2 separate regions of the Sus scrofa genome follow, and region 1 is linked to region 2. The links are chromatin contacts, called in public HiChIP or PLAC-seq maps. All regions are on one chromosome and are shown on one strand. The core of a region is the stretch at or near the end of the contact, and the rest is flanking DNA. Distances in the headings are between cores, read along the strand shown.

Region 1 (3,730 bases), core at 227-2,726, 81 kb after region 2:
GCAAAAAAAAAAAAAAAAAAGAGTCTATGATCTTCTTTTCCTCAGTTTACTCATCTCCACAACAAAGGGGGTGAGCCACACAGTGGTCCAAGTCTATTTTCCGGGACGCAGGGTAAATTGAGTGGGTTAATGGTCAGGAGCTCAGGTTTAGTAGACTCACTGTCATCTCTGTGTCTGTGAAGTGAAGACAGTTTCAGGGCTTTCGTTGGCACTGAAGGAGATTAGAGATAAAATTCAGGACAGTGCCTGGTACATGGTAATGTTGGGGAAATGGCTTGGATCGTTGGTGCCAGAAAATGGGACACATGAACACGGGGCGATCTCGACAAGGCAGAAGGCCGCTGGGACTCAAAAAGCACAGGCTTAGAAGAAAAGCCCTCCCTATTTATCCCTAGGCAGGTGGTGGACCTGTCCTCTTCCCATTGGTCAGGTCAGGGCACACATTCTTCTCTGTTGGCTCATTTGAAACAAATTGTTACTGGGAGAAGAGGGAAAGAGGAGGGGTGTCCCAGGAGGGCATTTCAGCCAAAAACAGAGCAAAATGGAGTCACCAAGGTTTCCTTTGATAGAAAAGACATTATGTTACTTTCCACAGTAACACCTCAAAAACCAGATACTACCAGATAACACTTTGCTGCTGGTGCAATTATTTTTATTTCTTCCGAAATTATCCACTTCACTTATTGGTGCTCCTTTGCTCTGTGAAGCCCTGTTAGCAGGCCTCTCACTTTCTTAATAACGTCCATCTGCTTCCTCCGGTACTGTCCGTGGGGCAGGTGAGTGCTTTTAGGACTTCAGCTACCCACGCACCAGTGCCTCTTGCTCCTCTCCCACTCCTGGGTTTCTGCAAACCCCCAGCCCTTCCTGCATCTATTAATTCACTTACTTTCTCTGATTTAATTACAGACGCAAATTCTCATGATTCCACTTATAACTTTTTGATTTTACACTGGTGAGAAAACAGCAATACATTCGGTGGAAACCGGACTTCGAATTTTGAATTCTGATCTTTTCCCAGCTGGGGGTATGCGCTAGGATACATTCCTGGTGCTGGACAGAGGCGGGGAACTGCAGCTCCCCCTCAGTCATGCAATCATCAGGGTAAACAACCGGACACTTACAACCATTCCGTACCAACAACCACTCTGCTTTTCACTTTCAATACAGTATTCCACCAATTACATGACATAGTCAATGCTTTATCATAAAATAGGCTTCGAGTTAGATGATTTTGTCCAACTGCAGAGCGAGTGTAGGGTAAACTAGGCTAAGCTATGTACAGGGGGCAAGGTGCATTCAATGCACCTTGGCCTCTGAATGAAACCCCATGGACCAGTACAGAGAAATCACCAGCCTACCGCCAGGTGAGGCATTGCTTTCCTTGCCAGCCCAAACACGTGGGCCCTCGGCTGCCGAGGCCACGCCCCTTCCGCCGGAAGCTCCGCCTTCCAGGCGCAAAGCCTGCTGGACGCCCGAGCGCGTCCAATGAGCGTCCAGGAGGGCGTGATGGGCAAGCGCGGCGAGTTTGGCGGCGTCCGGTTCCCCGCAGCCTGAGCTCGTTCCCCGAGCCTGGGCGCTCTGGGCTTTCAGCGTGGCCTCCGCGGCGCTTCCCCGGATCCCTACGCCCGCCGTCCCCGTCCTCGTCCCCCCCAGGCCGGCCGGTGGCGCGGTCCGGGGCGGGGCCTGCGGCGGCTGAGGGGCGCGAGCAGGTGAGATGCGCGCCGGGACGAGGATTGCGGTCGCTGTAGTGGGCTTGGCTGGGAACCGGTTCGGGGCCCGGGCGAGGGCAGGGAGCTCCGTAGGGCCCGCGTGCGCCGCCTGGCCTGGGGTCTGTGACCACCGCCGCCGCCGGCCTGGCGCCCTCAGCGGCGTTCCCAGGGAGGGCGCCTTCCGCAAGGACTTAGCCTGGGCAGGGGTGGACAGACGGACACCCAGCCCAGGCAGGCCTGCTCCGGACCCTGGCAGAGTCCCACCCTCCCGCAGGAGCCCCCCTGCCCACAGCCCGCCGGGCTCCCCAGTCCTCTCCCGGGCCGCGCACGCAGGTGCACTTGCCGCGCCCAGCTAGGAACGGACAGTGGGCAGAGTGCCTTCCCCACCGCACACGCCGCTGGCTGCAGGGTTTTCACACTGACCCTGAGAGGGACAGACAGACACTTCCATCTGGCCTGCCCCCTACAAGTGGCTGGCCCCAGAGTGTGCCCACGTCCCTCACTGGCTCACCTGCAGCCTAGGTCAGCCTCACCCTCTTCTCCCACCGAAATCTAAGGTTGGCCGATTTTCGTCTCCTGCGGCCTCATGGTTTACTCCAGACTCCCTTCCATCTCTGCCTCCACAATTGAGGGCTCTGCTTGCTCGTGACAATCTCCCATCCTACCCAAGCTGAGGCTTTTCATCCATCCCGGCAGCTTAGAGTTTCCACCTGAGGATTGCGGTCCCCTGGCCTGAGATGAAAGGGGAGGCCTGGGGGCTTCCCGTGACCAGGGCAGGTGGGACCTGGCCCTGACATTTCCTTTTGCAGGAACTGCAGCTTCATCATGGACCCGGAGTGCTCCCGGCTCCTCCCGGCTCTCTGCGCCGTCCTGGCAGACCCCCGGCAGCCTGTGGCAGATGATACTTGCTTGGAGAAGCTGCTGGACTGGTTTAAAACAATAACTGAAGCAGGTGAGGGTGAGGCTGCCACTGTTGACTTTCCCTAGAGGCTAGAGGGGGTAGGGCTGCCCTCTTCTGTCTCTCTGGTGGCATTCTGTCACATCTTGAAGATTCCTCCTGGATTTGGGGAACGGCAAGCTGAGCTTGAGGGGGTGATGGGGACAGCTTGAGCTGCAGGCCTCCCGTTGTTCAGGCCGTGCTCCGTGGCTGCTGAGGACACAGACCAGCTTATTCTGTTGTTAGCATTGCGTTTTTCTGTTCTAAAAATCGGTTTTTCTTTCTAATTATGCAATACATATTTTTAAAATACAACTTGAGCAGCACAGAGGAATAAAGAGAAAAATGAAACCACTCTGAACCCTTTTATTTCCATCCAGGCTTTTTCTTGACACGTCATAAAGAGGTAGTTTTCTATAAAAACGAGATCATACCATATACATACAGACTTTCTCTCCTTCTGTCCTAGTGCGTGTTTTCCCACGGACGCACTGGTGTTATTGACTGTTATTTGCTCTATGAATAGACCTTAATATTATAATTAGTTCACCATCGTTTGATGTTTGTGTTTCTGATGTGTCATCATTATAAATAACGGGAGTTCTCTTGTGGTGCAGTGGGTTAAGGATCTGGCATTGTCACTGCAGCAGCTTGGGTCACTGCTCTGGTGTGGGTTTGACCCCCAAGGAACCTCCATACTGTTCTCCATAGTGGCTGCACCAGTTTACATTCCCACCATCAGGATAGAGGGTTCCTTTTTCTCCACACCCTCTCCCGCATTTGTTATTTGTAGACTTCTTAATGATTAAAAAGTATTTCTGAATAGCTTTATTTGTGATATAATTTCCATACCATGGAATTGACCCATTTATTATCTTTTTTTTTTTTTTTTTTTCTTTTGACACTACACCTGTGGCATATTGAAGCTTCTGGGCTAGGGGTTGAATCAGAGCTGCAGCTGTGACCCATGCAGTTTGTGCCAACACCAGATCCTTGAGGCACTGAGTGAGGTCAGGGATTGAACCTGTATCCTCATGGACACTTGTCAGGTTCTAGCTGAGCCACAATGGGAACTCCAGAATTG
Region 2 (3,785 bases), core at 1,198-3,697:
CCGCCCTGTGACCCCCTGCAGCCCTTGTGCACTGCCTGGTGGTTTGTCTCCCACCCTCATCTGCCTTTCTCAGGGTCTCTACCTGGGAGTCGCTGTGGGCAGGGAGGCCAGCCCTCTTTGAAGCCCCTTGCTTGCTCTTAAAGGCTCGCACCACAAATCTTTGGTATCAGCACCATTTGGTGCATGCTGTATGGTGATGGCAAAAGGCAAGCTTGAGCTGGCCACTGCAGGCCACTCCTGCCACCGTCCTGGCCCCCCACTCGGGTGTGGGGCTGGCTGCTGCTGCATCTGCCCACAGCCCACCCAGGTGGAATCCCCAGGTGCTGGCCAAGAGACCACTCACTTCCTGTTTTAACGAGGTGGTCACAGCAGAGCCTTAGACGGGCAGCCTGCAGTCACTGGGAACTTGGTGGTAATGCAGATTCCGGGGCTGCCCCGGCTCACTGGGGGCTCCCCATGGGTCCTCTGAGAGTGTAGGTCTGGCCCTGCCCGGAATCTTCTGTCCGCCAAGGACCTGGCGCCCCCTGCCGGCCATCTGCCATCCCTGCGCCTCCTGGAGATGGTCCTGCCGCGCTGACGACGCCCCTCCTGGGCCCTGGCCCGCCCCGCCTTCTCCCCCTCCCCCCTTAACGGGATCACACCTGCCGCCCCTCCACGCAGGTACCCACAGGCGCCTCCTCCTGGTATGATGTTGACTCGACTCCTGGCTCACGGCCACTCCCACACTGCTCTAGTGACTTGGCGTCCTGACCCTGCCACACTCCTGGCGTCTGCTTCCCCAAGACCCCGCCCCCTCCATGGTCACTCCCCAAACCTTGGCCACCCCGTGGCAGCAGAGGGCCACTCTGCCTGCACCTGCTGTTATCCAGCTCACTCCCTCCGATTTCCTGAGTCCGCTGGGCCCCTGGTCCCCTACCCCTGGAGGGCTTGTCCCCCCCGCTGCCTGAAACCCCAGGGTCTGGTCACCCGCTGCAAGTCACCGTCACCTCCCTTGGCCTCTCTCACCTCCACACCTTCTGTAGTCTCTGACCTGCTGCTTTCAGCCTGCTGCCCACTCACCACCCACACCTGGGCGGCTGGAGGGCCTGCCTCCCCGCCTGGTGAGTCTCACCTGTGCCAGACCAAGCGTCGCGGGGGCCTCTGGGCAGACCCACCATCTCTGCCCCCCACCCCCGCTCTCCCACAGCACCCCACTTCCTCTCTGCTTCAGAGACCTGCCACCCCAGCCCCCGTTTGAATTGTTCTTCTCTGAAGGCGTCCAGGTCACCAAATGGCCGGTCATTTCCTAGTCCTCGTGGAACCCGGCCATCAGCAGCATCCGCTGGGGTCCCTCATCCCACGACACTGTCACAGCTCCCAGGACACCCACTGTCCTGGGCTTCCTCTGGCCTCCCTGGTCACCCCTCCACCTCTTAAATGCCAGATTGGAGGCCCCCAGCCCGGTCCTTGGCCCTGCCATCTCCTCGTCCACACTCACTCGCTGGGAGATGTCACCCAGGCTTGTGGCTTTCAACACAGGTCCAAGCCAGACTCCACCCGACAGTCTCCACCCAGTGCTCTCCCAGAATCCCAGACGCGTTCATCCCGCCACCTCTCCTGTCGGCTGCACCCCACAGGCCTACAAGGCCTTGTGCTCGCCTGGCTACAAGACTGAAGGAAGCCTGGAGTCAGCGACACATACGGCAGTGGTTTAATGGATGGGGGAGCTTACATGTCTGCAGCAACGTCCTGGAGCGACGAACCACCGCGGGCGTGGGCAGGACAGGGCAGTGGCAGTGCTCTGCTCCAGAGAGGAAGGGGAGCCTGCCAGTCATAGGCGGAATTGACTTCAGGTTAGCGCGCTAGTTAGCAGAGAAACCAGCAAGGCACGCCCCTCACAGCCCGCTGATAAAAACAATCAGCAGCTGGGGCCTGCGCAGGTCTGCAGGTAGGTCAGTCCTGAGCGCGGGTACAGGTGAAGCAGGTACAGGTCGGGCAGCGGATGTAGAGAGAGCAAGAGAACAGCCATCTTGAGTGGCCTGACCATACATCTCCAAACCTTCCCTGGGTTATTTCACGAACACCTCGGGCTCCACATCTCCAACACTGGACCTTCCCCAATCCTGTGTCTTTGTGACAATACCTCCCCGTCAACTGCTCAACCCAAAGCCCCTGCCTACACGCAGTCTGCCAGGAAGTCCTGCTGGTGTCACTTTCCCAAGCCCAGTCCCTTTTCACTGGCCTGGGCCACCCTCGGCTCTCACCTGCATCACTTCTGCCCTTGCTCCTGTCTTGACTCAGCAGGCAGGGCCATCCTTTAAAGTGAGTGTTAGGTCACTTCAGTCTGCTCAGACCCTCCGTGGCCTAACCCTGAGTCAAGGTCAAAGTCCTTACAAGGCCTACAAGCCCTTGGCAGTCCCCACCCGCTGCTTCATTTCTTTTTCTTTTTTTTTTTTTGTCTTTTTGCTATTTCTTGGGCCGCTCCCGCGGCATATGGAGGTTCCCAGGCTAGGGGTCCAATCGGAGCTGTAGCCACCAGCCTACGCCAGAGCCACAGCAACGCAGGATCCGAGCCGCGTCTGCAACCTACACCACAGCTCATGGTAACGCTGGATTGTTAACCCACTGAGCAAGGGCAGGGATCGAACCCGCAACCTCATGGTTCCTAGTCGGATTCGTTAACCACTGCGCCACGACGGGAACTCCCGCTGCTTCATTTCTAACCACTCTCCCCTTGATGCTTCCGCTCCGGTCACCTTCACCTCCCTGCTTGGACATGCTGGGCGTGTAGCTGCCTCAGGGCCTTTGCTCACTCTGCCTGGAATGCTTTTCTCAGATAGTCTCCAGATCTTCCCACAGTACGCAGAATAATGGCCCCCAAAGATGTCCAAGGGCTAATCCCTGGGATCTATGACTTTGTCGCCTTAGGGGGCAAAAGGATTTTGCAGGTCTGAGAAAATTAAGGCTCTCAAGATGGGAAGAACATCCTGGATGATCTAGGTAGGCCCGATGCTCAGAGAGGTCCTTTAAAGAGGGAGGCAGGGAGTTCCCGTCGTGGCGCAGTGGTTAACGAATCCGACTGGGAACCATGAGGTTTCGGGTTCCATCCCTGCCCTTGCTCAGTGGGTTAAGGATCTAGCGTTGCTGTGAGCTGTGGTGAAGGTTGCAGACACAGCTCGGATCCCCCCATTGCTGTGGCTCTGGCGTAGGCCAGTGGCTACAGCTCCGATTCGACCCCTAGCCTGGGAACCTCCATATGCCGTGGGAGTGGCCCAAGAAATGGCAAAAAAGACCGGAAAAAACAAAACAAAACAAAACAAAAAAACCAGTTAAAAAAAAGAGGGAGGCAGGAGGGCCAGGGTCAGAACAAAAATGACCTAAAGGTGCTGCGTTGCTGGCCAGGAGGATGCAGGAAGGGGCCGTTAGCCAAGGAGTGTGGCAGCCTCGAGAGGCAGGACGCCACTGTGCCTGCCCTGATATGCAGGCAGGAAGCTGGGGCCTCAGAGGGCCAGGGTCTTTGCCTCTTGGCCCCTGGCTCTCATTCCAAGCCTGGGGCTCGCTCGCCTTTTTTGGCTCCTAGGCCCAAAGGTCCCCAGTTCACTCTCTTCCCCCCATGGCACCACGGCAGCACAGAGCCCCAAACGTCTCCACCCCTGGGTGCTCAGCGTCTCCCCTTCAGAGCTTACGTATCCTGGGCCCCCTTCCTCAGAAGCCAGTCAAATCTGAACCACTGGGCCAGGCTGCTGGCGTGTGCCCAGTGCCCCTGCAATGCCACGGGAGCCTGGTTGTCCTCAGCGGGGACTCAC

What was found. HiChIP or PLAC-seq counts read pairs in DNA pulled down with a chosen protein or histone mark.
Region 1: a contact with region 2 is called in an H3K27ac HiChIP or PLAC-seq map of alveolar macrophages. The contact joins the promoter of BRAT1 here to the promoter of LOC110259834 in region 2. A contact is called at or near these places in 1 of 5 promoter capture datasets (liver), 2 of 47 Hi-C or Micro-C datasets (embryonic fibroblasts and heart right ventricle) and 1 of 2 datasets of contacts at active chromatin or transcription factors (alveolar macrophages).

What each region holds. Positions count from the first base shown.
Region 1 is chr3:1,904,172-1,907,901 of Sscrofa11.1, forward strand. It overlaps BRAT1 (BRCA1-associated ATM activator 1), which reads left to right and starts at 1,477. Exons shown (of 14, transcript XM_021086009.1): 1 at 1,477-1,709; 2 at 2,519-2,661.
Region 2 is chr3:1,821,889-1,825,673 of Sscrofa11.1, forward strand. LOC110259834 (proline-rich protein 36-like) reads right to left here and starts at 2,448. Exons shown (of 2, transcript XM_021086002.1): 1 at 2,244-2,448; 2 at 1-1,938.